Regions from separate parts of the Cricetulus griseus genome. Here region 2 is linked to region 1. The links are chromatin contacts, called in public Hi-C maps. All regions are on one chromosome and are shown on one strand. Each heading gives the region's core, a stretch centred on a gene start, on an enhancer-like site or on the middle of the called end of the contact. The rest is flanking DNA. Distances are from core to core; before and after follow the strand shown.

Evidence for each region. Hi-C and Micro-C count contacts between places; a contact is called where the count stands out from the background.
Region 2: a contact with region 1 is called in a Hi-C map of the CHO-K1 cell line, with 5 times the contacts expected there. The contact joins the promoter of Zbtb37 here to the enhancer-like site in region 1. A contact is called at or near these places in 3 of 8 Hi-C or Micro-C datasets (the CHK-Q cell line, the CHL-YN cell line and the CHO-K1 cell line).

What each region holds. Positions count from the first base shown.
Region 1 is chr5:30,870,902-30,877,996 of CriGri-PICRH-1.0, forward strand. It overlaps Slc9c2 (sodium/hydrogen exchanger 11), which reads right to left. Exons shown (of 25, transcript XM_035445820.1): 5 at 5,723-5,839; 6 at 4,119-4,280; 7 at 2,396-2,495; 8 at 1-80. Among named protein-coding and RNA genes, the nearest start is that of Slc9c2, 13 kb to the right of the region's middle. Within about 2 kb of position 3,995, at least 1 of the 6 cell types and tissues checked has open chromatin away from gene starts, as enhancers often do.
Region 2 is chr5:31,026,889-31,033,224 of CriGri-PICRH-1.0, forward strand. Zbtb37 (zinc finger and BTB domain-containing protein 37) reads left to right here and starts at 5,050. Exons shown (of 6, transcript XR_004770334.1): 1 at 5,050-5,195; 2 at 5,663-5,858. LOC103160181 (a long non-coding RNA gene) reads right to left here and starts at 4,882. Exons shown (of 12, transcript XR_003485670.2): 1 at 4,783-4,882; 2 at 4,077-4,126; 3 at 3,868-3,896; 4 at 3,646-3,675; 5 at 2,681-2,710; 6 at 2,430-2,462; 7 at 2,113-2,150; 8 at 1,866-1,980; 9 at 1,618-1,670; 10 at 1,180-1,206; 11 at 936-993; 12 at 643-731. LOC113833701 (a small nucleolar RNA gene) reads right to left here and starts at 3,825; the gene lies at 3,744-3,825. It overlaps LOC113833698 (a small nucleolar RNA gene), which reads right to left and starts at 4,031; the gene lies at 3,970-4,031. It also overlaps LOC113833687, LOC113833702, LOC113833686, LOC113833691, LOC113833685 and LOC113833697, and 1 more gene.

The DNA of each region.
Region 1 (7,095 bases), core at 2,745-5,244:
TGATTTCTCCACAACCAACAACAATGCCAAAGAAACCATATATTAAATGTTCATATGCAGATGAACACATTATTAAGAACCTAGGATGGATAAAAAGGAAATGACATTTTAATCAATGTACTTTTAAAATATAGTCTTTTTCACATAAAAGTATCTATGCTATGCCTAACCCTGTTGTCTCAGTGGAAACTGTGGCCCCCATCCTAGTTACAGTCAACATGAAAAAGCATTTTGTCAACCTAAGACACCCATGTCATTATCTACATCACACCAAACTCATGGTGCGCCTCTCACAACACAACAGTAAGAACAAAGCATAGAAATAAAGCCCTCCCCAAGTTGGTGATGTACTAATTTCCCTGGGGTTGACCAGCAGTTTGTCTGATACTGGAGCTGCCACTTGCAAGTCCAGAGTGAGAATGGTTGCAAAGAGGCACCTGGGTACCAGAAAACAGCTGAGGATGGTGCAATGCCTCTTCACCACTTCTGCGGTGACTTGCATATTCTCCTCCCATTACTTTGGAAAGCCTCTCTTGTCTGATTTCCATTCTGCTGAATGCCTACACATCTGGGAAACCTGCTTCTTGCCCTGTGTTCTCCATCTAATGCTCTCTGGTTAGCCGTGACCTCTTCTGAGTCTCTGCAGTGCTGATTGCCTGCACCATATGTTAAGCAAGGGAGAGAGATAGATACTCTCAGGTTGCTTCTGAAAAACTTGTGATGCTGGCTTGCTTGAGTCAGGGCCAGATCTGCCCTCTACAGGCAGATCTCAAATCCTGCCTCCCTCTCAGGAACTTCCAGTTGTTCTGCCCCAAAGTCATGAGGGCGCTCAATATCTACACCAGAGAAGAAGCTTCAGGAAGCCCCATTTTAGCTGCGGATAAAGCATGTTATCCGATATAATTAGGACACAATGTGACTCTCCAAGTGATTCTGATCTCCTGATTCAAGCCACTCGAAGCTCCCGTGAAGGAAAGTAGAATGGAGGACCGCAAACCCCAGTGCTCAGTTCTCAGCTGTCACAAAAAATAACGGATGAGTTGAGTATTTTTAAAATATCTCCATAGGGCCTAAAAATGCCTGTGCATATAATAAGACTCCCCAAAATCATAATTTTAGAACACTTATCATTAGTATTTTTTATATAAACAAGTATGCCATTTAATAGTAGCATAGGTTTGTTTTGTTTGTTGGTGTTTGTTTGCTTATTTGTTTTTTGGAAAATGCCTTATTCTCATTGTGTCAGGCTTAAAATTCAACAGCCAAGCCATAGCAGACATGAAAAGATTAGTGGCTTAAGTAAAAGAATAAACAATTGAGGTGCTAGAGAGAGACTGGCTACTCTTCCAGAGGTCCTAAGTTCAATTCCCAGCAACCACATAATGGCTCACAACCATCTGTAATAGCACATGGTGCCTTATTCTGGTGTGTAGGTATACATCAGAGCACTCATACATTAAATATAAATATTTTTTAAAAAAGAATAAACACTTGAGTGGACACAATGAGTAATTGCAATAATGTTGAAGAGCATACCCAAGTTCGGTGGCTGCATCAAGCAATAAGCCTTCTGAAACAGTTAGTTCCAAGCTTCATTCACAAACACATCAAAGTAACAAAAGTTATAGGTGCCAATTTTGTTTCATTTTTACCAAAAAGAAAAAAAATACCATACCGTCCTCTATCACTGGTATTTATTTTTATAGGATAATCTAAACACACACAAAAAAATAGGAAGGAACATTATTTCAAAACAACTTTTACATTGAACAAATTTTCATGAGAAAAATCAAGGTTAGGGTGTATGGTCCACATCTGCTTTCATTTGAGATGAGAATTTCTTTAGTAGAGTGAGACTTGGTGTCTGGATTCTGAACAATTCTGCGATTTAGCATTGTTTCTCAGAGAAGGGCTAATCCATTGGTCTGAGAAGACACTGATCTATGCCCCATCCGTGAGGGAAGCCTGGGTAAGAGTTTTGCTGGTGATGCAACTCACTGTGACTCCTTCCTTCCTTCCTTCCTTCCTTCCTTCCTTCCTCCCTCCCTCCCTCCCTCCCTTCCTTCCTTCCTTCCTTCCTTCCTTCCTTCCTTCCCTTCTGACTTTCTTCTCACATCAGGATGGTGTCACCCAAGTATGACATGAAGGAAAAAACCCACAATTCAAAGTATAACTCTATCACAGAAACATAGAGAAGCCACTGCAGTCTCTGGACCACTGATTCTTTACTCAGAATAAAAATATCAGTAATGCTGATCATTGTTGACACATTAAGACTTTACAGATAGAAAAAAATGTATATATATATGGAATTGTCTTAGCCTCCTTGAAGACACAACTGATTTAGCACCAAAATCCTATGAGATTTATACTGAATATGCAGCAGAAAACTCACTTAGTAATTATGAATTCCATCCTCGGTTTAAAGCTTAACGAATCTAAATTCAGGCCCACCGTGACCAAAGCAACAATGCCCGACATTCCGAAATATTCCACTGGGAAGAGAGAGAGAAAATGCGTTAAAATTAAAAACAATTAAATCTGCGCACTAGTGTGTGCTGAGTAAAGATCATAGGAAAGCTAGAAGTGGTGTTTCTTGTTTAGAATGTCGCTTCAAGGAATTAGCCTAATACTGTAGATCAGGAAATAGGGAAATAGCAAGGTTTCTTCTGTAACGGGCCAGAGGGACCTGTCACCGCTACTTCCCTTAGCTATTATTCTGTAAAAGAAGCCAGAGACAGCATGCAAACAAGCCAACAAAACACTGTGGACTTTCAACTTCGTATCATCTTCATCTCCACGAGATATTTATTTTCTTTTATTCTGTTCTTTTTGCAAAGCTATTTTTAGCGAAGAGCAGTGACCCAGTTTGCCAGCCTTACATCTCACCGAGGCTAGGGTTAGTGGGGAAAGTAGTTAGCTCAGCACCTCGGGGACACTGAGCCGCCTGTATGCAGGAATTGCTGAGGGAACTCACAGCTTCTTGGAGCTTTTGCCCTCCCTTACCCCCCCACCCCCGGCTCCCCAATGCCCGACTAAAGGGTAGTTCACTGGGCTCTAAATATTGAAACCTAGTCTACAAGGTCACTGATTGATGAAGTCTATCTGGAGTCTTCTTACTCAAAAACTTTTTGAGAATGAATATTGCTTTATTCAATTATCATGTCAGGCATTTGACAAACTCTAAGCTTGGCTGCAAAGAGGCAAAACAGAGAGCAAGAGCTGACTATGAGTCCCACTCATGCTCCAGGTGCTCACGATCTGGTTAGGGAGAGGGAAAGATGGAACGGAATCTCTTTTGAAGATAAGGCACCCATCCACATAACTTTGACAGAGGAGGAAAGAAAAGCCGAGGAAACGAACCCTCTGTGAATGTTTTCTCCAGTTTGACTGGCTCAGGGCAATAAGCAACCACTAGGTGGCGATATATTATAAGGAAAACAGTGCTTTTCCGTAACTGGGCGTGTAAAGAGCTCTTAAAATCTGAAATCTTAGTTGGCTGAAGTTGCTCCACTGGATGGGATGAGAGCAAAAGCAGTTCGGTCGTAGTTACTATGGCTCATGGGAACTGTAACACTTCACGTCCCAATTTTGCGGGACTGAGCTAACTGCCCGGCCCCAGCTTCTCCATTCAGAAACACCCTGACCTCTCCCTCTCCTTTCCTGCCTTCTAGATGGAAGGAAAGCTCGGCACTTCAACAGCCTTCTCGGCTTACTAAGTGAGCTGGGAAAGACCTCAGGAGCTTCTCTGCCAACTTTCCCATTTTACAGGTGAGCTGCTCAAGAATCAGAACAGAAACGAACTCCGTGTCCTCGTAGGGATCTGCCAGGGACTGCCTATAGGGTTAGAGAACAGAGCGCAAAGGGGTAAGGGTACCCAGAGGGGGGAGTGCAAAGAGGAAAGACGCGGAGTTTACGATGAGGAGGATACTAAGAGAGGGCAGGAGAGAACTGGAGACCATGGAGAGGAGAAGTCATGTGACAAAACAGAAAGGAGACTGCAAAGAGGCGGAAGTTGTTGTGAAGAAGCATCTGGAGTAAGGAACAGGGCAGAACCAAGATTCATCCATCATACGCTTTCCCGGGGGGACAGCAGGTTTTGCGCTCGTTTGCCTTACCAAGGTAGAAAGTCATGTACACCAGTGAAAAGCAGAGAACAACGTTGGTCAGCGTGTTGCTAAAAAGGTCGGTCAATATAATCCGAATGATTCTTGTACACCAATATCCACAAATTGTGCTTCCAAAGATATCGAAGCTGAGCCCAATGATTACATGTAACTCTAAAAGTAAAAGAAAGGAGAGAAGATGAGAAAGGAAAACTTGAGTTTAGCGTCTGGGAGTTTGCTTGCTTGTTTGTTTGTTTTTCACTGATAGCACTTGGGTTTGTTCTTCAGGCTTGTGAACAGGGTTATTCTTCAGCAGAGAAGAGTGCCAGGCGGAAGTCGGAAAAGGAGGCTTGTCTTTCTGGGACAGTCTACAACTTAACATCAATTTCTCCAGGGATGTAAACAAACTCCCACCCACACTCCTGCCAATCCCATTGAAACCTGGGTCACACACAAAAAGACATTAAGTAGAGGAGCTAGTTGAAAAGAGGATTAATGGGAGTGATAAAGAGGCAAGAGAGCCTGACAGGGTGAATGTAATTGAAATATATTATGTACCTATATGAAAATGCCATAATGAAACCCATTTTATGCATAATTAGTATATGCTAATAAATCATTTCTGAATTGTCTACCCAAATTACCACAGCTCCTTCATTGATAAGCACTGCAAATGCCTTTCTGCTTTCAGGCCTTTCCACCCTCCTCTTGCAGCTGCCACAAATACATTACAAGAGGATATTGACATTTACAAAGTGGAGTCAGCATAGATTGATAAACAATGGTTTACTGGGAAAAAGTAATCACTCACTCAAGGGAGCCAGTCACCAGGTTTGCACCTGAGCAGGAAGGACCCTGAAATCCTTCCCAGTCAGCTCAGCCAGGCAAAAGAGAGCCTCATGAGCCCCCCTCCTTCTTAAACCTGTGTTATGTAACTCTGACCACGCCCAAGCAGGCGTGATCAGCAGTGCCTCTAATCAGGATTTCTCTGTACAGGACAACTTTTCCCTTCATGCTATGATTTGATTTTCCCCTTTCTCCTCTAGCTACTAGTACAACATCTAGAAACCTGTCAAGGAAACATTCCACATTCCAGTGACCATTAGCCACACAAATCCAGCTATTGTCATTCTCAGGGTTGTTCTACCAATACTAGATGAATAGTCTGTTTTCATCATCAAATCTATGACAAGTCAACTCTTAACATCCACTGGCTGAGAAACATAATGATCCTAGCACAAGAGATAGCCTAAGCCAGATGACATAATGTGTATATGTGCGTGCATGCTAGGGGAGAGGAATAAAGGGTTTTATTACTATTATTTTAATTATTTCTTTTCCTTTTTTGAGCTTATAAAATTATATCATTTCCCCCTTCCCTTCCTCTCTCCAGCTCTCTTGTATACACCTGTTTGCATTTCACTAGTCATAAAATGTACACTTCGTGCTGCAGTGATCTGTAAAAATGCAAAGATGGTAATTATTTTCTTGTTATCTAACTTAATCATTTTAATTGGTCCAATAGCAATGTATAGAGAAAGCTACAAAGACAAATGCACTTTCATTTCAACAAGAATAATTTTAGATAATATGTGGGCAAAACACAATGATCTTACCCCTGAACATGGAAACGTTAGGTGTTTGGCCCCGGAAGATGCCGAAGAAAATGCACGTGAAACTACAAATGATCAGTGACTCTCCTCTGATAATGTCAGTGTACATCTTAGAAATGCCTGGGAATGGAAACACAAAGTATAATTCAATGTGGTGCTCCTGCATAGAAAACAGAGGTGAGCTACAACATGCTAGGGGAAAAGAAAAAAAAAGAAAGGAAGGAAGGAAGAAAGAAAGAAGGTGATCATGACTGGCATGAATATGTGAAACAATCACAGACAACATGTTTTAAATTTTGTGCTAAGCCTTCTGACTTTTTGGATGCAAAGGAAGGTAATGGGAGCACCCCTTATGTTGCCCTGACCTAGTTTTATTTCTGTTGCTGTGATTAAAAATAAATCCTGACAAAAAGCAACTTACAAGACAAAGGGTTTATTTTAGTTCACAATTCCAAGCTATAGTCCATCATAACAGGGAAGTCAAGACATCGGGAATTTAGAGCATCCAGTCACATCACACGGGCTATCAAAATCGATGCATGCATACTTACTTGTACTCAGCCGCCTCTGTATATTTATCCCCTGCCTAGGGAATGGTACCACCACACTGGGCTGGGTTTTTCTGTAACAATTAATTCATAATCAAGACAACCACACACACACACACACACACACACACACACACACACACACACAGGTGTACAGGCCAACTTTATTAGACAATCCCACATGGGTACTCTCTTCTCAGATGACTCTAGCTTGTGACAAGTTGGCAATTAAAGCCAACTTTTACATGTCCACCACCTCCAATATTTGTTCCATTCCTTTTACTTTCTGTTTGCATATCCATGAATCTGGTTACCTCTATGTATTCACACCTGTGCACATGGACACGACGTGTATGAGGGGCCTGAGGTCGACATTAACTGTCTTCCTCAATCACTGTCCCCCCACATATTGAGGCAAAGTCTCTCACTGACCCCAGTGCGCTCTGTTTCAGCTAGTCTGGTTTGCCATCTTGCTCTAGGGATTCTTGGTCTCTGCTCTCCCCACACAGGGATTACAGGTAAACCACTGCATCTACCTGGCTTTGAAGTGGGTGCCGAATGATCGCAACTACTGTCCTCATGCTTTGTGTGGCAAACGCTTTATCTGCTGAGGCTTCTACCTTCCTTGCCTGAAACATTTTTAAGCTTCTGGACGAGACAGATCTTAGGATACCACATTTAACTTGAATAAACATCAGAGCCCAGAAGAAGCTCATTTTAGGAAAGTGGGAAATAGCCAGGTGTTGTGGCACATGCCTTAAATCCCAGAGCTGGGAGACAGAGGCAGGAGGGTCTCTGTTGAGTTTGAGGCCAGCCTGGTCTATATAG
Region 2 (6,336 bases), core at 3,800-6,299, 160 kb after region 1:
TGTAATGTGACTAATGTCCTATGCAAACTGATGGAGACTTCAGCACCCAGAAATTTGTACACCCAAATTTACAAGCATGTTTCCACTTGTCTCCCACTAACCCCAGGAATTTAATTTTCAGCTGCATCATGGTTGGCATATCCCAACACTCAGGAGGCAGAGGCAAGCTGATGAGAGGCCAGCCTGGTTTGAGATTCAAGAGGAGCCAAAACTACAGGTAAAACTGCCAAAAGTTTAATCAGCCATAACCTTCCAGGGCACACCACACTGTAATGCTATTTGATCCTTCTTTTCTAACAGGCTACTACACCAGTCACCTAAACCAAGAGCCCAGACCTCTGACACAACTGTTCTTGTTAATGTCAAGCCAGGACATCATTGTGCTTCTTGAAAGCTCATCCTGATCTTACAATGAAGTGGTTGGTTACTGGCCAGTTAAAACCTTTTGCTTTTTTGGTTTCTGAGGTTTTGGAGGATGAGCTGGAACTAGCATAGACCAGGCTGGATCAGCCTGCCTCTGCTAGGCTTAAAGGCGTGAGCACCACCACCTACCTGGCCAGCTAACTTTCTATTGATCTCTGTGGTAAATACCCCATAAGTTGGCCCTATGCTAATTAGAAAGCAAAATGCACACACTTTGTATATATTTAATTCAATTTATTTTGATATTATTAAGGGATTACACCTTTTAAGTATCTTCTTCCTGAGCCTCGAGCCAGCCAGCCAGTCACCTGCAACAGAGGTACCTGGTTAGGCAGATTTCTACATTTTAATTTAAATTATAATAGGTTACACAGAATATCAGATCTTTTGCTGTCATCAAGTAATCAGTGAGAGAGTTCAAGTTGTGGTGAATCATCACATATTCTGGAATAGGTTTAAGGTTAGTATTTTTATCCCCAGCTGCCCTCCTAGTTACTATCTCCAATTCTCACCTTTTAAATAGTAAGGTGAAAATGACTGAATTGCAAGTCCATTTCTGCCACAGGAGCTCTAAAAAGAAAAAAGAAAAAAATGTCTATCTTGCTTAGACTAGTTGTAGGTTACATATTACTATAGTAACCTCAGAAATAAAATGGAACGGTTTTAAAGGTGATATCACTATGTATCATTTGGCAGAATCATCACATCACTGGTTACAGGCCAAATAGAATCTTTACAAAACCCAAGGTGACTTACCTTGAGATTCAAAATGAAGGATCTGATCTGTTTGAAGAAAAAAAAATTATTAGCCCAAAAATTTAACTGCTCAGTTCAGTTCACACTACTCTTTGGACAGTAGCTTTCAAACAATTCTCTTGCCAAGAGGCCTATCTTGAAATCTTATAGTTGTAACCACCATACCTAAGAAACTACACTCTAAACAATAGCCAGGACTTATGTGATTGAGACCAAAGCCTAAAAGCTAAGGCCAGGCCTTACACCAAATCACAACTTCCACATTGTACTAGCAATTTAAACCACTACAGCCAGATACGTCAGATAGGAGCGAAAGACTTAGGATTGTTCATCAGGTTAAGTCTGCTGAACTATGTTATCATCACAGTATCGGCATTTATTGGGGAATTGTCTAAACACTTTCATACATGCACATATTTGGTCAGCCAAGAAACTTACCATTGTAGAAAACCTTGTCTGTGCCTTCATTCAACCGGAACCATGCTGATAGCCTACAGAAATTCAATTCCATTTACAAACAGATTTATGAAGTAGACACCTACACAAATTTGTAACTACTGTTTCAGCTTAAGAATTAATCTTCAATCTTATTCAGAGAGATTCCCATCTGTTTAGCTTTATACATCATCACTAACAGTAGCATATATCCCTAAACAGTTGAGTCTGCAAAAAAGGGGCTTCCTTACCTTCATTTAGAATGTCAATTGCTCTTCCAGTGGTCCAGGGTTCTCAAGTAACCATGTGGTAGCTCCATCATGGGATCCGATGCCCTCTTCTGGTATGTAAGTAGAGTACTCCTACCTAAATAAAATAGGTAATTTAAAAGGCCAAATTGGACATAAAAAATTAAGTACTAAGAATTAACTGTTGCATAATACTGCAAATAACCCTGCTCATTAGCATAAACCAAGAGCCCAGTAACTAGCTTCTTACCAAAGCAAGCCATCCAAATGCAAACATGCAACCAGTTGCTAGAATTAAAAGAAAACACCTCTTACAAATATGCTAAGCATCATCCAATTATTCTTAGTTGCCTGTCACAGGGTTCTTCAGTGTTTAATTTGCTGTCTACATGTATGTTATTTTCAGGTCAGACATTTGGATCAACATCATTACAAAAACCCCGATTAGAGCATAGTCCAACTAAACCTAACACATTCACGAGACAACACACGCAGATGTCTGACATCCACAAGCGTGGCATGCCTCTCTAAACTGGCCTATAGCCGGTGTTGGATTCCAATACTTACTCAAATGAAAAGCTGTCCAGACAACTTGAACACCTAAAAAAAATTCAGAATTTCAGCCCAGTCAAAAAAGATAATTTGTCCCACCAAAACCTAACCAAGCCCGGATCAGATAGAGCTAATTAAGAGCTTCATGTTAGTCAGCATTTGCTTGTCATCATGCAGGCCAAAACACATAGCAAGAGTACTTGCTATGCAAAAAACCATACCAAGCCATGTTTGCCCATTATCTACAATCCTTTAACTCTACTTACATTTCATCTTTAATTTTCCAGTAAAAGTACCTAAAGTTAAGAGTTAAAATTAGGTCAGTACTCAACCACCAGAAAACTGACAAAATGGTGAACCCCCTACGTGATTTAAGTCTGCTAACCATGCTAACCTGAACTGAAAGGTTCAGGCATTATGCTGGCCTGCCCCTGTTACCTGGTGGAATCCACTCAGGCAATACCCTGGTCAGCCCAAGGTTCCATGGGAAAGAAGTCTGCACAAAGGTGCAGAGGACCCCTTTAAAAGATAGGCCCCTGCTCTCTCTCTCTCTCCCCCTGTTCCTGCTCTGTCCCCTCTCTCTGTTTCCCCCGCTCTGTCTCTCTATGGCGACCGGCCATGGCGGTCAGCCATTACCCTGTTACTCTTCTTAGTCTACCCATTCTGCCAGTCCTTATAATAAACTTATAGTCAATATGTCTGTCTCAATATTTCTCTTTTCTTCTTTTTAAACAAAAGAATAACAACTACCATTTTAGAGACAGGGTTCCTCTATAGATCTGACTATGCTGGAACTCAACTAGACTGGCCTGAACTCAGGTCTGCATCCCAGAGATTAGTGTGCCAACACCTGTCAAGACCCTGATTTTAACAGCATTTCCTATAACCCAGTAGTGATAACCTCTATCTACCCTACATGGGCTGACTGAGCACTCTGTAAGGTTGAGACCCAGAGCATACATCAGGCCTACCATACACCATTATGGCATTGGATAAAGACAGAGAGAACTAGTTCTCACAAATCCATAGACCCTCTTCAAACCACAGCCAACGACCTACTTGGCCTTACATCTCCCTGGTTCCATCTTCAAAGCATTAGATGCATGGGTTTCTGTCTACATCAGATTGTTGGCTTAGGGACCCCCAATTGTTGCTTATCTGCCAATCTTTCCTTTGGGTAACAGGTATCACTCTTTCCAATGGGACATATATACACCAAAATGTTTCTTACCCATGGTTAATCCAGGTTCTTCCATAAATCCTGAAAAAAATAAAAGCTAAATGTAAATTCTGTTTATTCTGTAAGAAACCATCCAAAGTCATCCCGTATGCCTCAGTTACAATTACGGTGGTTTATGGTTATCGTCATCCCACTGTCAAGAGTAGCAAATATAGTGTCATCATTGCGGCACTGTCCTTTCGAAATTTCCTCACTGCACATTTCAGTACTTACCTCATCCTTCATCCGTCTTTGCCCCAAAACTGGAAAAAAACAAAGATGTCCACAATGAGACTCCCTCTTCACAGCACCTTCCCTTTCCTCTACTAGCATTAAAGCCTCAGAACAGTGTTTTTCAGAAATCCCTTCTGTCCACTACTCTCATACCATCATGGGCTTTAACAGGGTTTTTTAACACCCTCCCGCCTTCCATCAGTTCTTACCTGTCTATGATATGCCAGAAAGAGCCCCAGAGAGGTCCACGGCACCATTCCTAAAGAAGATTTGCTAATTTAGTTGTCTTTCAACTACCAGTTTTACTCGTAAGCCCCACAAACGAACTGCATTAAAACAGGCACTTTAAACTTCTGCCACGGGCCTTTCCCAATTTTAACTACCAGTTTTATTCACACAAAAAAGATGTGTAAGCCTCATAAGACAACTATTAAAATTGGAACCTTAATTTCTACCACAGGTCCTTCCCATGGCTCAGCTGCAGGCTTTGTTAGTGGCCACTCACAAAGGCCTGAGGCAGTGTCAGCGAACGCCTTCAACCTCGTGGTCTCTAAAATCAGCCCGTAGGGCTCTGCGTTCCTCAAACGCACGCCCGAAAAAAAATGAAGGCCTCTCGCGGTGACTCAGCATGCTCCGCCATCAGAGCCGTTGGTATTCATCAACAAGGTCAGTTGTCCCTACCAACATAGCCTTCATCATAGCGAGAACATGGGTGCCGAGTTTCCAACGGAGACTCTTAACAAGCCCAATACCACCATGTGGGTCGCGCAAGCATGCATGCAACGCCAAGCTACCGTAATCTCCATCTCATGGGCCTTAAAACTCATTGCTAAGCGTCCTCCAGCTTGAGGCGGCTCCACCTGCAAAAGACTAGCCAACAAGGCCTAAAATTACCAAACCACCAAGGACTCTTACCTGCCCGCAGTCGCCTCACAGCTCCGAAAGGCCGATATGGCGGCTGAGTCCTGTATATAAGGTCTCCTTGACGTCACGACGCACGGCCCTCCGCTGCGTCCTCTTAAGTCCCGCCCCGTCTCTCAGACTCCTCCTCAAGCCCCGCCTCTTTCCCGCTCTCAAGCTCTCCCGCCGGCCCCGCCCTCCCGCGCCTGGAGGGCGGAGTCGCCGCGAGCACGTCGAGCCCGGCCTCCGCCTCCCTGAGGAGTCAGGGCTGAGGGGAGGGGGCTCCCGCAAGGAAGGCGCTGGGGGAGGGGCGGTGTGAGGGTGACTGATTTCCTTCCGGCACGTCGCCCGCTCCGGAGGAGGGGGGCGGGGGGTTTCACTTCCGGGACGGTGTTCCGGCCCATTCCGGCCCATTTCCACCCCCGGAGGTAGGTGCTGTTCCTTGACTGGGCTCGGGCCCCGCTCCCCCGCCCCATTAGCCTATACCGGACGCTCCTTGGCCGCGTCTCGGCTGCAGCCAGCTCCTGGGGCGTGCAGCCGCTCCGCCCCACCTCCCCTCCCAGCGCTCGGCGACCTTCCCCGCCTCTTTGGCTCGGGGCTGCAGAGCTTGCGGGCCCGCCCCCTTGCGAGCCCCTCCCTCAGGACCCCGCGGCGGGGACACACCCAGACACACCCCCACCGCGGCTGCCTCCGCCGCCCTGAACCGGGTCCCGGGGCGCCGCCCCCTTCCCCCTCCCGCGCCTCACCTGTGCGCCTGCTCTCTTTGCCCGGGTTCTGTGCCATCTCCCTTCCCGCTTCGCAAGGTCCCCTTCTCCCTTGCTCCCTGACTTAACACGGAAGCTGCTCCAGTACCTGACTGGCCAACCCCAAGCGTTCCCGATTCTCCCTTTTACAGCTCTCGCCCCTCCAGTGCCGACGCTAGAGAAAGACTTTACTTCAGGGGCTTCCTCCTCACTGGGGAATTGCTGGAAAGAGCAAACAAAAAGGCGCTGGTGTAGGCTCCAAAATAAACATCTGAATTCGTGATGGCATCGACAGAGGCTCTTAATGGATTAAAAGTTTCAAAACAAACAATAACGCTTTGGAAAAAGGTCAGATTGGTTAAAGTTGCTACTTGAAAGCAGTGTTTGCACTTCCCTGTTTACTCAATGAATGTTGTAAATGCGGGCTGATGATGTGAGCTTCTCAGGACCTTCCTGATGTGTAGTCTCATAAATTTAGAGATGAATGGGATGCACAGTGAGCCACAGTCGTCGTGATACATCCGAGCTACCCTCAACTGAGACTGTTTGATGCAGTTGCAGTCTTTTAGTGTGAAATTTCAGGCTTTATTGTCAGCTTTGGGGAACCAACTCCCTTGAATTAAGGTAGCATTGCCACTTTGGAATTACCAACCTCGAGTTTGTTGGGAAGAGAAAGACTTAGTAGCTAGAGAAAGAAAGATTTACTTAATTTTTGCCTAGCCTGGCATGGCGGTGATGGCACACCTGTTAACATTCTTTAAATCTCAGCAGAGATAGTCAGATCTCTGAGTTAGAGACCAGCCTGATCTACATAGTGAGTTCCCAG